Regions from separate parts of the Anser cygnoides genome. Here region 2 is linked to region 1. The links are chromatin contacts, called in public Hi-C maps. All regions are on one chromosome and are shown on one strand. The core of a region is the stretch at or near the end of the contact, and the rest is flanking DNA. Distances in the headings are between cores, read along the strand shown.

Evidence for each region. A called contact is a pair of places that touch in the nucleus more often than the background predicts.
Region 2: a contact with region 1 is called in a Hi-C map of liver, with 19 times the contacts expected there. The contact joins the promoter of ZBTB42 here to the enhancer-like site in region 1. A contact is called at or near these places in 2 of 7 Hi-C or Micro-C datasets (both in liver).

Annotation. Positions count from the first base shown.
Region 1 is chr5:57,671,960-57,678,645 of Taihu_goose_T2T_genome, reverse strand. AKT1 (AKT serine/threonine kinase 1) reads left to right here. Exons shown (of 14, transcript XM_066998424.1): 11 at 254-468. Among named protein-coding and RNA genes, the nearest start is that of SIVA1, 31 kb to the right of the region's middle. Within about 2 kb of position 1,820, at least 1 of the 3 cell types and tissues checked has open chromatin away from gene starts, as enhancers often do. A contact at or near this core is called in liver, where this site is marked.
Region 2 is chr5:57,768,329-57,775,016 of Taihu_goose_T2T_genome, reverse strand. It overlaps ZBTB42 (zinc finger and BTB domain containing 42), which reads right to left and starts at 4,359. Exons shown (of 2, transcript XM_048069725.2): 1 at 4,233-4,359; 2 at 1-2,885. The coding sequence starts at 2,871. The coding sequence ends at 1,444. LOC125183452 (a long non-coding RNA gene) reads left to right here and starts at 4,240. Exons shown (of 2, transcript XR_007165492.2): 1 at 4,240-4,376; 2 at 5,807-6,209.

The DNA.
Region 1 (6,686 bases), core at 571-3,070:
GGAAGAGGAGAAGGAAGCTGCCATATCATAACACTTTCTCCATTTCCCTCTCTTGCTTACCTAAAATGCTCTCTTTCAATCAGTGACCGTGGTGCCACTTGTTTTTGAGATCATCTGCAGATACTCTGTGTTGATAGACTCATCTGTGAAACTCAAGAACATGAAATTTTTGGTGTAAATTTTGCCTCTTGAGTTCTGCGCTCATTCCTGATTTAGGAATGCCTTCTAAAGCCTTCTCTCTGCCTTTCTGCAGGTGCTGGAAGACAACGACTATGGTCGTGCAGTGGACTGGTGGGGCCTTGGCGTGGTGATGTATGAAATGATGTGTGGCCGGCTCCCTTTCTACAACCAGGACCATGAAAAGCTCTTTGAACTCATCCTTATGGAGGAGATTAGATTTCCACGCACTTTGTCACCTGAAGCAAAATCTCTCTTGTCAGGTTTGCTGAAGAAAGATCCGAAGCAAAGGTGAGGTTGTTGCTTAATAATTGCAATTTTAAGTGCTCGTGTCCTCAGAAATACCAAATAAGAAGAAATCGAGGAAAAAAAATATATTTGTTAAAGCCTTCACAAAAAAAAGATAGCAATTATTCTGTTCAGAGGCGTGTCTGTGAAAGGGAGCTAACTTCAAGCCAAGTGACTTAAAAGTGACTTTCTGCACTGCCATTTAAAAGATCCATATTGCCATCTTTCAGAAACAACTGAAGATGATACTGCACAAAGGGCTATCGAGCGCACGCATGCCAGTCTTTATTTAAAGTTGAGGAAGGTGTTTTGGATGAAATGGTAGTTTTGTTTCTAATCAGGTCACAATTAGCATCCACCAAGAATAGCTGAGATGTAGTAAATGAACCTATTTGTTTTCATTTTAACTTTTGAAACAAGCTGACCCTGCAGGTAGCAACGTGAAGCGATTTTGGTGATCAGGAGGCTGAGCTTTGGAATATGATGGCTGCCATTAACACAAAACTACAGCGTGGAACAATGCAAGTTAACCTTGCTTTTGGTCGTAATTAATCTGATGGCTGCTGTAGGTTATAAGCTCTATGGTGAATGTTCTTGCCTTGTATCCAAGTTCAGGCTGCTTGCTGTAAGCTTTCTGAATTTTCTGTGAAATCTGTGCCCTTGATTTATCATCCTGCTCTGGACAGCAGGTGGTGGTGTTTCTGCCATGGTTGTGGTAGAGTTTATACCATGATTGATCTACTTTTCCCCTTTCCTCCTTTTGCTTTTTTGCTGTTCTTTATTATTTAAAAAGTAACCTTTGACTTAACAACAACAACAAAAACCAAACAACCCTATAATGGCTAACAAACAAAAAATAGAACAGGATCCAAAAATGATGTTGACCTTTGCACCAAGGTAAACATCGGCTTAAGAACCTGCCCTCTTGTCAACTCAGACAGTTTTTAAACAAATAAAAATTGTGACTCTGCCCCTAGTCTCCTGTCCTGAACCTTTCCACCATAAATAGGCCCCAGCTAGGAAGCTTTTCATGTGAGGTGTACTTAGAGTATTTCGATTTGCTTTCTGGTGCGTTCAGTCTGTACGTGTGCATGCACATAGCACAAAAATGGTTCCTTGCCAGTACTTGGATACCTAGAGCAAAGATTTTTATCATCAAAGTGGATTATTCCCATCACTGCTCTTGACAGAAAAGCCTGCGGAGGGGTTTTGTGGTGCAAACCCACAATTTGTAGTAGCAGAGTGTTCAACTCAGCGGTGACACAGGGAACCAGGAGCAGCTGTAGCCAGGAAAGTGGCCAGCCTTGTGCAAGGTGGCAACGGCAGCCTGTCCCTCCTGGAGCAGGCAGGAGCTCCGGTGGGGCCTCCCGGAAAAGGTTGTGTGATAGATTAGCAGGCCCCCCGGGCACTGTGCTCTGCAAATGTGGTTGCAGCCCGTGCCAAGAGGATTCCTGTCCAGGAAAGTGCTGGGTTAAATAGAATTGTGACCCTCTTGTAGCTTATTCAGGTGGGGCCTTTCAATCACTGGAAACACAAGCAGCATCTGCTGTAATTTGTTCTTAAAGGAGCATCTCTGATGAACCAAAATGCAATTTGTTTACAAACAAAGAACGCCCACTTGTTTCTAATTACAAGGTTTTTCCAATGCCAATAATTACTCCACAATATGCTCATTTTATACAAATAGCCACTTCTTCGCATGTATCTTCAGCAGGCTTGGAACTAGCGATGCTCTGATCTGTTGGACAGATGATTTTCATGCTGCTGATAGAAATAACTACAGGCTAGACAAGCCTGCGCACATGCCTGCAGCTTGCTAATTACACTGGTGCCTCCCAAGCTTTTTGGACTGTGGGCCGTTCTTAAATACTGGTTTCTCCCCAGCCACTCTGCACCCAACTTTTTAACTGTGGATAGGATTCTGCAAATCCACTGCTCTGCGTGGGGTTTTCAGGCAGTATGGAGAACTGAGCTGGAAGCATTTCGGGGTGCAAGTCCCGAGTCCCACCCTAGTAGTTTTATGGGTTTTATTGTCAGCTGCTCTCACAGTGTGGTCTGTGTGCTCGGGTGGGCGCCTGGGGTACTTGGTCATTGACTCATAGTGAGATCACGGAGCCACGCTAAAGAAAACCAGCCAGATGGCCACAAAAGTATGTTCAGTGAAAAGTTAAATGATGTGCAGTAGTCCGGTGAACATCAGCCTGTTGATGACGTTCTGCTGGATCACACAACAGTTCCCCCAAAATCCCCTCCTCACCAAAGCCCAGGGGTTGACAGAAGTTGGGGTCACTAATGTCTGTGGCAGGAAACATCGGCGTTGGCAGCATTTTGTTACTGCTGGTGGGACAGAGGGGAGAGCCAACAGCTTGAGGAAAATGAAACTCTGAGATACTCTCCTTTCCAGTAAAATCACCGCCTCCCAAAAAAAGTTGATACGTAAAGTGTAAATTAAATATCAAGGAGCTAGTGAATCGTGGTCTGCATTGGTGAATCAAACCTTACAATTGCCTGCCGGACCTGAGCTAGATGCACAGGAGCAGCACTAGCAGTCTGCTTTCAGTAATGCCAGCTCAGCTGCAACTCCCAGGCATACGGGGGAAGTATGAAGAACAATAAATCGCATTCTGCTTTTAATCATGGCTGTTTTCTAAATTTGGTCATATGTAGAAAATCTGTTTTGTAAGTGAAAAGGAATTTTGAAGTTTCTTTTGGGATTGATATAAGTTTATTAATCTTGTAACGTGAGCCTTAATTTTCCTAAGAAGGAAAAAATCTATTCTACAAACGTCTTTTAATGTGGCCTGCAATTTTCCTTTGCTGCTTTGTGACATACATCAAAAGGAAGGGGTAATCACAGCATATTTCTACACATAAAACAGCATTTTTTCCCCCTAATTTTTACTATTCTTTCTCTGGCTCTGGGGACTGCGACCTGTGAAGGTGGGCATGGCTCGGAGCGCTCTGTGCAAGGGGGCTGAGTTCAGGTGGGTGGCAGTGTATGAGACCAGCAGAGTGTCTCACAAGTGCTGAATCTTGGCAGGTTTTAAACCAGAGGGAACTCCAACACTGCTTTCTCTGAATTTTGATTGTGTCTGTTCCTACTGCATGCCGTAGTGCTCCCTGCCATGGGGCAGGCTGGCCTCTGGAGTTGAGCCTCTTTCAGATGGGTTTGTCACCAGCTGCTTCATTTGCTTCTTTCTCTGATGGTGCCGTGGGACCTCACCATGCAGGACGAGCGAGAGGAAGAAGGTGCAGCATTTCACAACCCCCGTTGAAAGGTCGGATGACTGCACGGAGTCGGAGCTGTTGCTTGGCTTTGGAGGGCTGAGGCTGCTCTCTGGTAACTGGTGGTGGGTCCCAGCAGCGACGCGGAGATCCAGCACTTCATTCATTTTAGTGGTGGTGGCTCTTCCCACAACCAGAGTGCAACCTTGGCCGCAGGAAGAGTGGGGTCAGTCAAGCCTCTACCTGCATGAAACCCAAACTTTTTTCCCCGTGGAAGGTGGTGATTAGTAGTTGAGGTGTGTCTGCTCGCTCTGTCAGGCTCTGCTACGTGGAGGACTGACAGCTCGAGCGAACCTGCTCTCCGACCCAGCAAGGCCTGCAGCCTCTGCTGGAGTTGGAGGAGGTGGAGGTGACAACTGTAGGGCTGCAGGGGCCAGAGGAAGCCCCAGCTGGCTGGGGCAGGCAGGAGGCTGCCTGCTTGTGCTGCGTTATGCTTCTCGTATAGCTGGGCCTCTTCTGCAGCAGGCTTCAGCCTTGTGGGCATCCAGAGCTTGGACACTGCAGGGTCCTGGGTATCTCCTACGCTGAAGATGCTCATCAAGTCCTCACACACAACTCACCAGGTGCTGTTCAGGGAGAGATGTGGCTGTTGGATGTGATGGTGTTGGTGTAAATCACCTCAGCGCCAACTTGTCCAGGCCCAGTTCGAACGTGAGTTGGGGCACACTCAAGCAGCTCACCCATAAGAAATCTGACCCGAGGCTGAGGAAAACATCAAAGGCAACTCTCTTTTCCCACCAGATTTCTAGAAATCAGTGATGTAGAAACTTCCCAAGCCTCAGCTTCCTCAAACGTGACTGCTTTGTGGTTGCCTACCAGTGCTGGGGGTGGGAGCCGGATGGGCCCCGTCCGTGTCACACGCGTGTGGCTGGGGAAGGAGCGGGGAAGTGAGGCTCAGCGCAGGGCTGGGAGCTGCTTTCCAAGCTCTTCACCTTTGAACAGGAAAGCCCCCAAAGACTGTGTATTCGTGGCCTTTTCCTCCCAAGCTGGGAGTTACAAATGCTCCGTGCTGCCAGCAGTGGCCACAGGGAAGCGACGTAGGTGCAGTTCCTAAATGCTTGCACACGACTGACTGCTGCAGGGCTCCGAGGGCAAGGACCATAACCCGGTACGTTACTGGTCACCTTCCTGGCTGTGTCAGAGGAGGGGAAATAAGCATCTCTGTGCCCCAGAACACAAACAGCTTTTGCTGAGATGATTTTCCTGAGCCCAGTGGGTGTATTTACACCGCTGAAGAACCACTTTTGGGGTTGGGGGGGCAGTAAGAGAAATCATGTGAAAACAAAGCGGCAACCCAAATCTGGAGCCCAAAGCGGTGACTGTTTCCATCTGAGGCCAGTGCACGTGCGAATCTATAAACAACAGAAACCCGTAACCCAGAAGTACGGCCGTCTTCTCACGTGAGGATTCACAGTCACAATCTTTTTGTGGCTCCCGAAACGGTGCAGCACCAGAGCAGGATGATTTGGCAGGTCAGAGTGAAGGCAGTTGCTGCTTTCTTTGTTGGAGCCTTAGAGTAGAAACTTTTTCACTGTAGAGCTAGAAGTTTGTGGGTTTCTTTTTAAAGAACCGGGAATGGACCGCTGGGTGCCAAACATTGCTTACCTTTACAGGGACAAGTACGGAAACAATGTTTTTGCTGCGATTTGCTAATTGCAATTGTCTGGTCTGGGATGATGATGTTTCCACTGAGTTTCTGTGCACACAATATATTTTTAGGATGTATATATAAAAAATTACAGGGTATGTATTTTTAAACGTTTTTGCAGATGATTTCTCTACAGCATGATAGGCGATTGCCCTTGGCTAACAGAGCATGGGAGCTTACGATGAAATGATCATAGTAACTTGCAAGCAACACACAGTTTCATAAAAATTAAAAGTGTGGAAATGGTTTGAGCTTAATATTAATGTTGCTTTTAGTAGTAATTTTTCTCCTTGGGATTTAGCTGAAACACAAAAGCTCAGGTTCTCAAACTTGGATGGAAGCTTAATGAGTAACCAGCAATGTTCAGCAGGTATGTTTTAAGGAGACCAGTTTAGAAAGATTTTTTTAAAATGCTTTTCACCCTCTACACTTTGTTATATTTCCTTGTATACTGTAATCCTCAGTGGACTTTTATTTTTAACTTCTATTTCTACTATTTTTGGTTCTGCTTGAAGACTTACATGCGTAGAATTTAATTTCATTGCACAGGAGTCTTTTTCAAGACTATTATTCATGCTATATTTTTCTTCAGTTGTTGCATGCCCTTACGAGAGACAAACTCACTGCTCTTTCAGTTCTCAGTGTTTCTTAAGCATGCTTTTTGCATTAGGTGCTGACGTAATGTTGTTCACCTTGAAACGGTCTTTTCATAATAGTTGTAAAACCCACAAGTATGTTTTGGAATAAGTTCCTATCCGAAACATGGGTTTTCTATTGTTTTTCCATTCGATTGGAATGGATTTGTTTAGTAGTATAGATTTTTAAAAGGTAAGTAAAACATCTGGGGTTTCTGTTGGCATTTCCCTGAGTATGTATTTGCCCTTCATGGAACAAAGGCTCGTAATAGATAATGTATTCTCCAAAGCACTTGTGTATGGCTGCAATCAGCCAGCCGTTCTGCATACTTGTGCAAAACAGTATTTAGGTTCTTTGTAGCCTATAGTCACTTCATAACTCCCGAACTTTGATGCTGGAGTACAGCCTGCTGACATCTGTGAGTAAAGAGGATAGAACTGATCAACTCCACCCTCTTCTTCACTGGCCATCCTCATCTGCACCGGGGAAGCAGCGAGGAGCCTGATGCAGACTTGGCAGAGCCTCTGGACCTGCAGGGAACCAGCCGAGAGATGATTACTCACAGAGTTTGTCTCTGTTCCCAGGCTACCCTGGAGTTTGTCTCTGTTCCAGGTGGCTCGGCAGCTGTACACCACGCTGTCAAGCAGACGGG
Region 2 (6,688 bases), core at 3,110-5,609, 94 kb before region 1:
AATTGAGTTACTGTGTTTGGAGTAAAACTGGTTATGGTTACAGGCAGCCTCAGTTCACAAAAAAAAAAAAAAAGAGAAAAACAACACGAACAATAATAATTAAAAAGTGAAAGATAAAACCACCCCAAGATCCAAAAACCGCCCCGGAGAAAGGTGGTGATTTGGCAGGGTGCGGGGGGAAAAGTTAGGCCACGCTTTCCCTCCAACGCTTCCTCTTCCGACTGCCCCTTAGCAGCAGGGATTGCACGGACCTGGGCCCAGAGGGATTACCAACTTCATTTAAAAACCAAGAAATAAAACCCTGAGCTGCCGACGGCAGCCTCCCGGCAAACTTCTCGGGGAAGACAGCGAGAGGGGCATCTCCTCGGATGCTCGGCACCGGGTGCCCAGAGCAGGGGGAGCCCAGCAGCCGGCCAAGGCGAGACAGGGGGTGCTGGCCCCTTCCCATCACCAGAGCCACGCGATCCCCTGCTGCCACCTTCGCACCAGGAGCGGGGCTGTCCCCGCACCACCAATGTGGGGATGCAACCGTTCACGGAGAGCAGGATTTCGGACCCGTGCCAGCGCACATCCCTCGGCAGCCGAGGAGCGAGGCCGCTGTGGACGGGCTTTTTCCAAGCCACGAAGCAGCTCCGTGCTCTGCTGTAGGCGAGCGCATGGGTGGGAAGGGAAACTAAGGCAAGCCTCGAGGCAAAAACTTCTCGTTCAGATTGCAGGACTGATTGCAGAACTATTCCGACATAATTAAAAACAAAAAAAAAGCCAACGACAACAACAACAACAAAGTGACTAGTACCAAAGGTGTATCCAGAAATTCTCCCCCCTTCCCCTTTATCTTTTGGGCCAATTTGAGGTCTCTTCCAGCTCTATGAAATAAGACTACAGCCTGTTAGAGATACACGCAGAGAAATTTCCCTGCGCTGAAATGTATTTAAGCCATCAGTCGTCTCTTCGGATGTTTCTACGCACTACGCAGACGGCATCAGGGAAGCTTAATGGAATCCAAGTATTTCTCCGGAATTTACTTACAAGCAATCTTTCTTCAAACTAAAAATAAAAAGAAAAAAAAAAAAAACACAAAAAACACACCCTGACCACAAAGCAAGTACTTCCAGCATGAAAACAGATGCTAAATCATTGCAGAACTACTTAGATCATTTCACATTAATAATGTAGCATGGGTGCGCAAGAGAAGACCTGAAGGGAAGGAGGCAGGGGACGGGGGAGATGGAGAGGTGGAAGGATTGCATTAAAAGGCCTCTGGAGTGTACACCTCTGCATCTTTTAAAGATCATATACCTGAAGTGAATATCACAAAAATAAAGGAAGAAAAAAAAAAAAAAAAGGGAAAAAAAATAGAAAATTCAGATGCTGCCTTTTTTTTCCTGTTTTGTTTTAAAAGGGCCGGGGGGCGCGGGGGACAGGAGAAAAAAACGACGTGTCTCAAACCACCAAGGACTTTACAAGGCCACAATGAAATTTGCGGATGTGTCTGTATAAATCCCCCGACTGCGTGAACCGTCTCTCGCACCACTTGCACCCGTGGGGCTTCTCCCTGGTGTGCACGACCGCGTGGCGGCTGAGGTTGTGGGAATACTGGAAGCTCTTTCCGCACTGGCCGCAGGTATAGGGCTTCTCGCCCGAGTGAGTCCTCTCGTGTCTCTTGAGGGTGTACATGCAGGAGAAAGTCTTTCCGCAGAGGGTGCAGGTGGGCACCGAGCCGTCGGGCGACAGCCGGGTCCGCGAGCCGTCCTTGTCGCGGAAGTGGGAGCTGAGGTGCAGCTGAAGGATGTGCGGGCTCGGGAACACCTTGCTACACAGGGGGCAAATGCAGATATGCCCGGGAGGCACGAGCACGCCCGAGGAGATGTCCGACGAATCCATGTCATCCTCACTCTCGTCTCGGTCTTGATCTATATCCTCCTCTCGGGCATGAGAGCTGCCATTCCCCGCGAACATGTGTCCTAACCCTGTCACTAGGCTTTTGGCTGAATTCCCAAAATGCTGACTCTCCGGACTCCTGGCTTCGCTGTCCTCCTGATCTGACAGCAAGTCTTGTTCATCTTTAACAAGTGGCTCGGTACCCTGCTGCTGGCTGTCGGAAGCCAGCTGTCCAAAGACATAGGAGGGGTGTAAGGAATCTCTCCCCGGCACGGGCTTGAAAGACAAATCCAGCGCGCAGTCCACATCACCCGAAGCCAGGGTATGGTTAACAGACCTTTGGGACAAAGGTCCTGTGGAACTATTGACATTAGCCTTTGTTTTTCCAGCTGCTGCGGCGCACGATTCTGCCTCTGTCGGCGCAGAGCTGACACTTATATGATCAGAGGACCAGGCGGGGTGACTGCTGACCTTTTCTTTGCCTGCCGCTCTGTCGTATTCTGCAACGCTGAATTTTTGTTTGTTTCCTGGGTCAAACTCGTGGACCAGGGGCGCTCCGGCGTCTAGAAAATGCTCCGCTTTCTCCAAACCGGCCACCTCATCATTAATCTTCTCCTCCGGACATAATTCTTTATCTTTCAACTTGCCCTTGCAGACTTTCACAATGTCATACATGTGGAGGTAGCTAGCCGCAGCCAGCACATCTTCCACCGGGAGACTGTTGAATTCCAGCTTTCCCTCGTACATGAATTCGAGCAGCAGGCTGAAGGCAGGGGCTGTGACAATGTCACTGTTCAGATGCACAATATCCCTTTTGTCTAACTGGTCCCTGTAGAAAAGATGGAAGTACATACTGCAAGAGGCAAGAACGGCTCTGTGAGCTCTGAATTGAGCTTCTCCAACTAAAACAGTACAGTCACACAGGAAGCCCTGGTGACGCTGCTGACTCAGACACTGCAGCAACTGGCGGCTATGGTCTGGAAACTCCATTCTTCCTTCATAACCTGTTCAAAACAGGAAAAACTTGAATGCTACTGTAAACTAAAGCCTCCTAGCAGCTGTAACAAACAGATCGGCTTTTTGGTAACACAAGCCAAAGAAACAGCCTTGGAGATAACGTTTACTGTTAATTGTCTGTAATAGTTTTATTAAAGGGGGGGAGAAGAAGAAAAAAAAAAAAAGAAGAAAACAACACAACATGCTTCTCATCCTTTCGCACCTGCTCCGAACAGGAAAAACTTGATTGTAAGTAAACAAAAGCTAGTAAAGCAGCAGCCCCTCCAACCTTTGTTTCTCCCACTAAGCACTTTAATAAAATTAAGAAGAGGCAAGAAAGACAAATAAATAAAAAGCACAAACTCCCAGGCTCTCTTCCCAGCGACGCTAACTCGGGGCATCTTTTAATAAAGCGCATTACCCCCGTCACGCACACACACACAATTTAAACTTTATCCCCGCTCCTCATGCACGGAATCACAACAAAACAGCCGCGGCTCGCTCCGGGGAAGCGGCGTTTTCCCAGGCACGGAGGAGGAGGAGGAGGAGGAGGACGGGGATGGAGGCAGAGCAGCAGCAGCAGCACCCCGCATGCAAAACGAAGGGGAAAAAAATAAATTAAAAAAAAAAAAGCGGAAAAAAAAAAAAGAAAAAAGTTTCCGTTGAAGTTATTAAAGGGCAAGGAGGAAAATAAGAGGCGGGAGGGCTGGGGCTGCCCGCCGGGTCCTTACCTTCCCGCGGGGCCGGGGCGCGGAGCCGGGCAGGGGGAGCGCGGAGCGGCCGCGGGTGCGTGCGCGAGTGCGAGCGAGGCGCGGAGGGAGGGAGGGAGGCTGGAGGGAGGGAGGCTGGGAGGGAAGGAGGAGTGCTCGGTTTGCTAATTACACCGCAAGCTGGAGAGTCAGCTGCTCTGACTTCACTGCGATGGAAATGCTACCTCCAGCTGTGCGCCTTTTAATGCCATATGTTACTCCAAATCTCGCTACCAGCCAACCACAGCTTGCTGCCTTTTAAAGTTCCAGCAGCCCCATTTATAGCCCGCGATTAAATCCCACAAACTTGCCCCGAGCCCGCCCCCCCCCCCCCTTTCCCAGCGGTGCCCCCCCCCCCGCACCTCCCTCCCCGGAGTTGCTCCCCGCAGCACCGCCGTGACCTTCGCCTGCGCCCGGCTCCGCGCACCAAATGGAGGGGGGGGGGACCCCGCGCAACCCCTCCGGGGCGCCCCCCTACCCCTCGAGCACCCCCAAAAAGCCACTGGGAGCACTCCCCAACTTTGCAGGGAGCGTTTTTCCCCCTCGTCCCCCCAGGGGAAGGGCAGGCGGGGGCAGTTTGGGGGGGGGGGGGGTCCCGCTACTCACCGAGGCGCGCCGGGGCTGCGCGGCTGCATGCGGGCGCTGCGCGGGGGCTCCGCGGGCGCGGCGGCGCGGCGGGGCTGCGGAGCAGGTTGGTCGCCGGCCGCTCTCGCGATATTTGTCCTCCCGAGCCGCGGGGGGGTGCTGGTGGTGAGTGTGCAAACGAGTGTGCAAACGGGGGTGTGGGGGGGGGAACGCGTGTGCAAGCGTGCGTCCCCGCCCGGCGCACACAATAGCCCCCCGGCGCCCCGGCCAGCCCCGGCGGCCGGTGCGCGGTGCCGGCTGCGCCCTCCCCTCCTCCTCCTCCTCCTCCTCCTCCTCCCCGCTGCCCTCCTCTTCCTCCTCCTCCTCCTCCTCTCCCCTCCCTTCCTCCCCTCCCCGCCCGGCCGCTGCATTGGCCCCGCCGCCGTCCCGCTCCCAACTCGGCCGCGGAGCGGGGCGCGCACCCCCGGGGGCTGGCGCGGAGAGGGGAGGGGGACCGGGACCGGCACCGGGACCGAGCAGCCCCGGCCGTGCGCTCCCCCGCTCTTCGGCTTTAGTTTTGCTACCAGATGCCTGCGGATTTTTTTTTTTTTTTGAGATGACCTTTTCGGTAGTTGATTCGAATTTTAAATTTTAATTAGCTGTAATCCCATCAAAAGTGAGAGCGTTTAGAGTGATTAAAAAAAAAAAAAAAAAGTCTCCCGCCCCAGCAAACGGGGAAAAGTCGGGCACGGTTCCTGCTGCCCGCACCGCAGCCCGGAGCTGCTCCCTGGCGCTGCTGGGGACCGGGATAGGGATCGGGATCGGGACCGGGGGGCTTTCTCCCCCCCCCCCCCCGCCCTGAGTCTCCCGGAGCCCCCCGGCTGCAGCCGGCCCCGCCGCTGGGTCCCCCGGCAGGTGGAGGTGGCCTCGGACCCGAAGCGCTGGAGCGGGGCTCCGGGTCCAGGCTGACTTTATCGCGTGTATATTTCTTTTTGTGTGAGGTTTTAGCCGTGCTTAAAAAGAAAAGGGGTGTGTTTTGCAACGCTGTTGGGTTCGGGTGAGTGGAGAGAGGATCAGAGCCCTGCTGCAAGCACCCTGCGTGGCTCTGGTCAGGAGACTCTTGCTTCCACCAAGTAATGCAGAGAAACTCCTTTCTTTTTCCTCCTCTAGGTTGCCTGTCTAAATTATAGTATCTAGGATAGCAACTTCTTTTTTTTTCTTCTTCTTTTTCAATGCCCAATGATGGCATTAGCACCTTAAAACATCACTTTTATCGGTTGGTATATTTGTTAGTAATTTGGTCCAATTCATCGATATTTAATCCTCAGGCTCTTTGTCACAGAATTCAGCATCTATTTTTTGCCAACAGCCACTTCCCTCTCACAGACCTTGACGGTTTAATTCAATTGGCAGTGAATGCCAGGGTATTTGGGTGGGTTTTGAGTGTCAGCGACTGCGCTGTCACAAAGCCCTGCTGTAATATCATTATCGATGTTGTTCAAATTGGGAAAGTCCAACCCAGAACACAGAAGTGACCAGCTCCAGTGAGAGTTAAGGGTGCTGGGGTTAAATCCATCGCTATTTGGTAAAGCTGAGACCTTCATCTGTTTGTTCAGATCACAGACACCATCCTGGGGTGGGAACTCTGTCCTTTTGAAGACAGTGCTGAAGACAACACAGGCTCCACCGTAAGTGAAGCGGTTTCTTCAACAAGCAACTGCAGCTTCCGTGAAGCCCTCTGTGTGGATGTGACGGCTTGTAGAGCTTCTCTTTGTACACTAGAAATATTGGGCAGTCTCCTGTATTTGTACAAATTATGCTGCTTGGCATAAATCCCTTATTTTGTGTAATACATTGTTCATTTTTTCCCTCTCTCCTTTAATAATAAGGGGAGGAAAAAGAAAATGAAAAAAAAAAACTAAGGATTCAATTCCTGTTTGGGTTCTGTAAGCTAGGAATAATTGTCTACAATCTAACAGTATTTTATTTTTAGTAAACCAGTTACAATTTCACAATGAATCTGTGGTCGTTACCGAGTTTGAAATGTCAAGAAACACGGCAGTGTTCTCATTTTCTCCCCTTATCCATTCTGCTCATTGTTGGCTTGCTTTTCAAGGCCTCAGAAATAGTAGGCTCGCCTTCGCACCACGGTAGCGATAGACACAATACAGGTGTTGTGCTGATTTCGGTGCAGTTGTATAAAATACTGGTAGTACAACTCTCTAGTGTAAACAAGCCCTAAGTGATTACTCGAGGCAAGGCAACAGGAAGAACTGCCCCAGAAACTTTATTCTGAAAGCTCCTGCCTTTCTGAAGGCCCTCATGAAAGCAGGAAAATCACAAGCAAATGCTCTACTTTCATCTCTCTGGCCCCATAGCCTCGGCAAGACAAAGACTCCAGTACCATTAGGAAGAGGCTCCATTTTCAGTCCTTCCCCGAGTGAAAGGAGCCAGGCAGCAGCTGCCCAGTCCCCACAGCCCATAGGAAACTCTCTGAC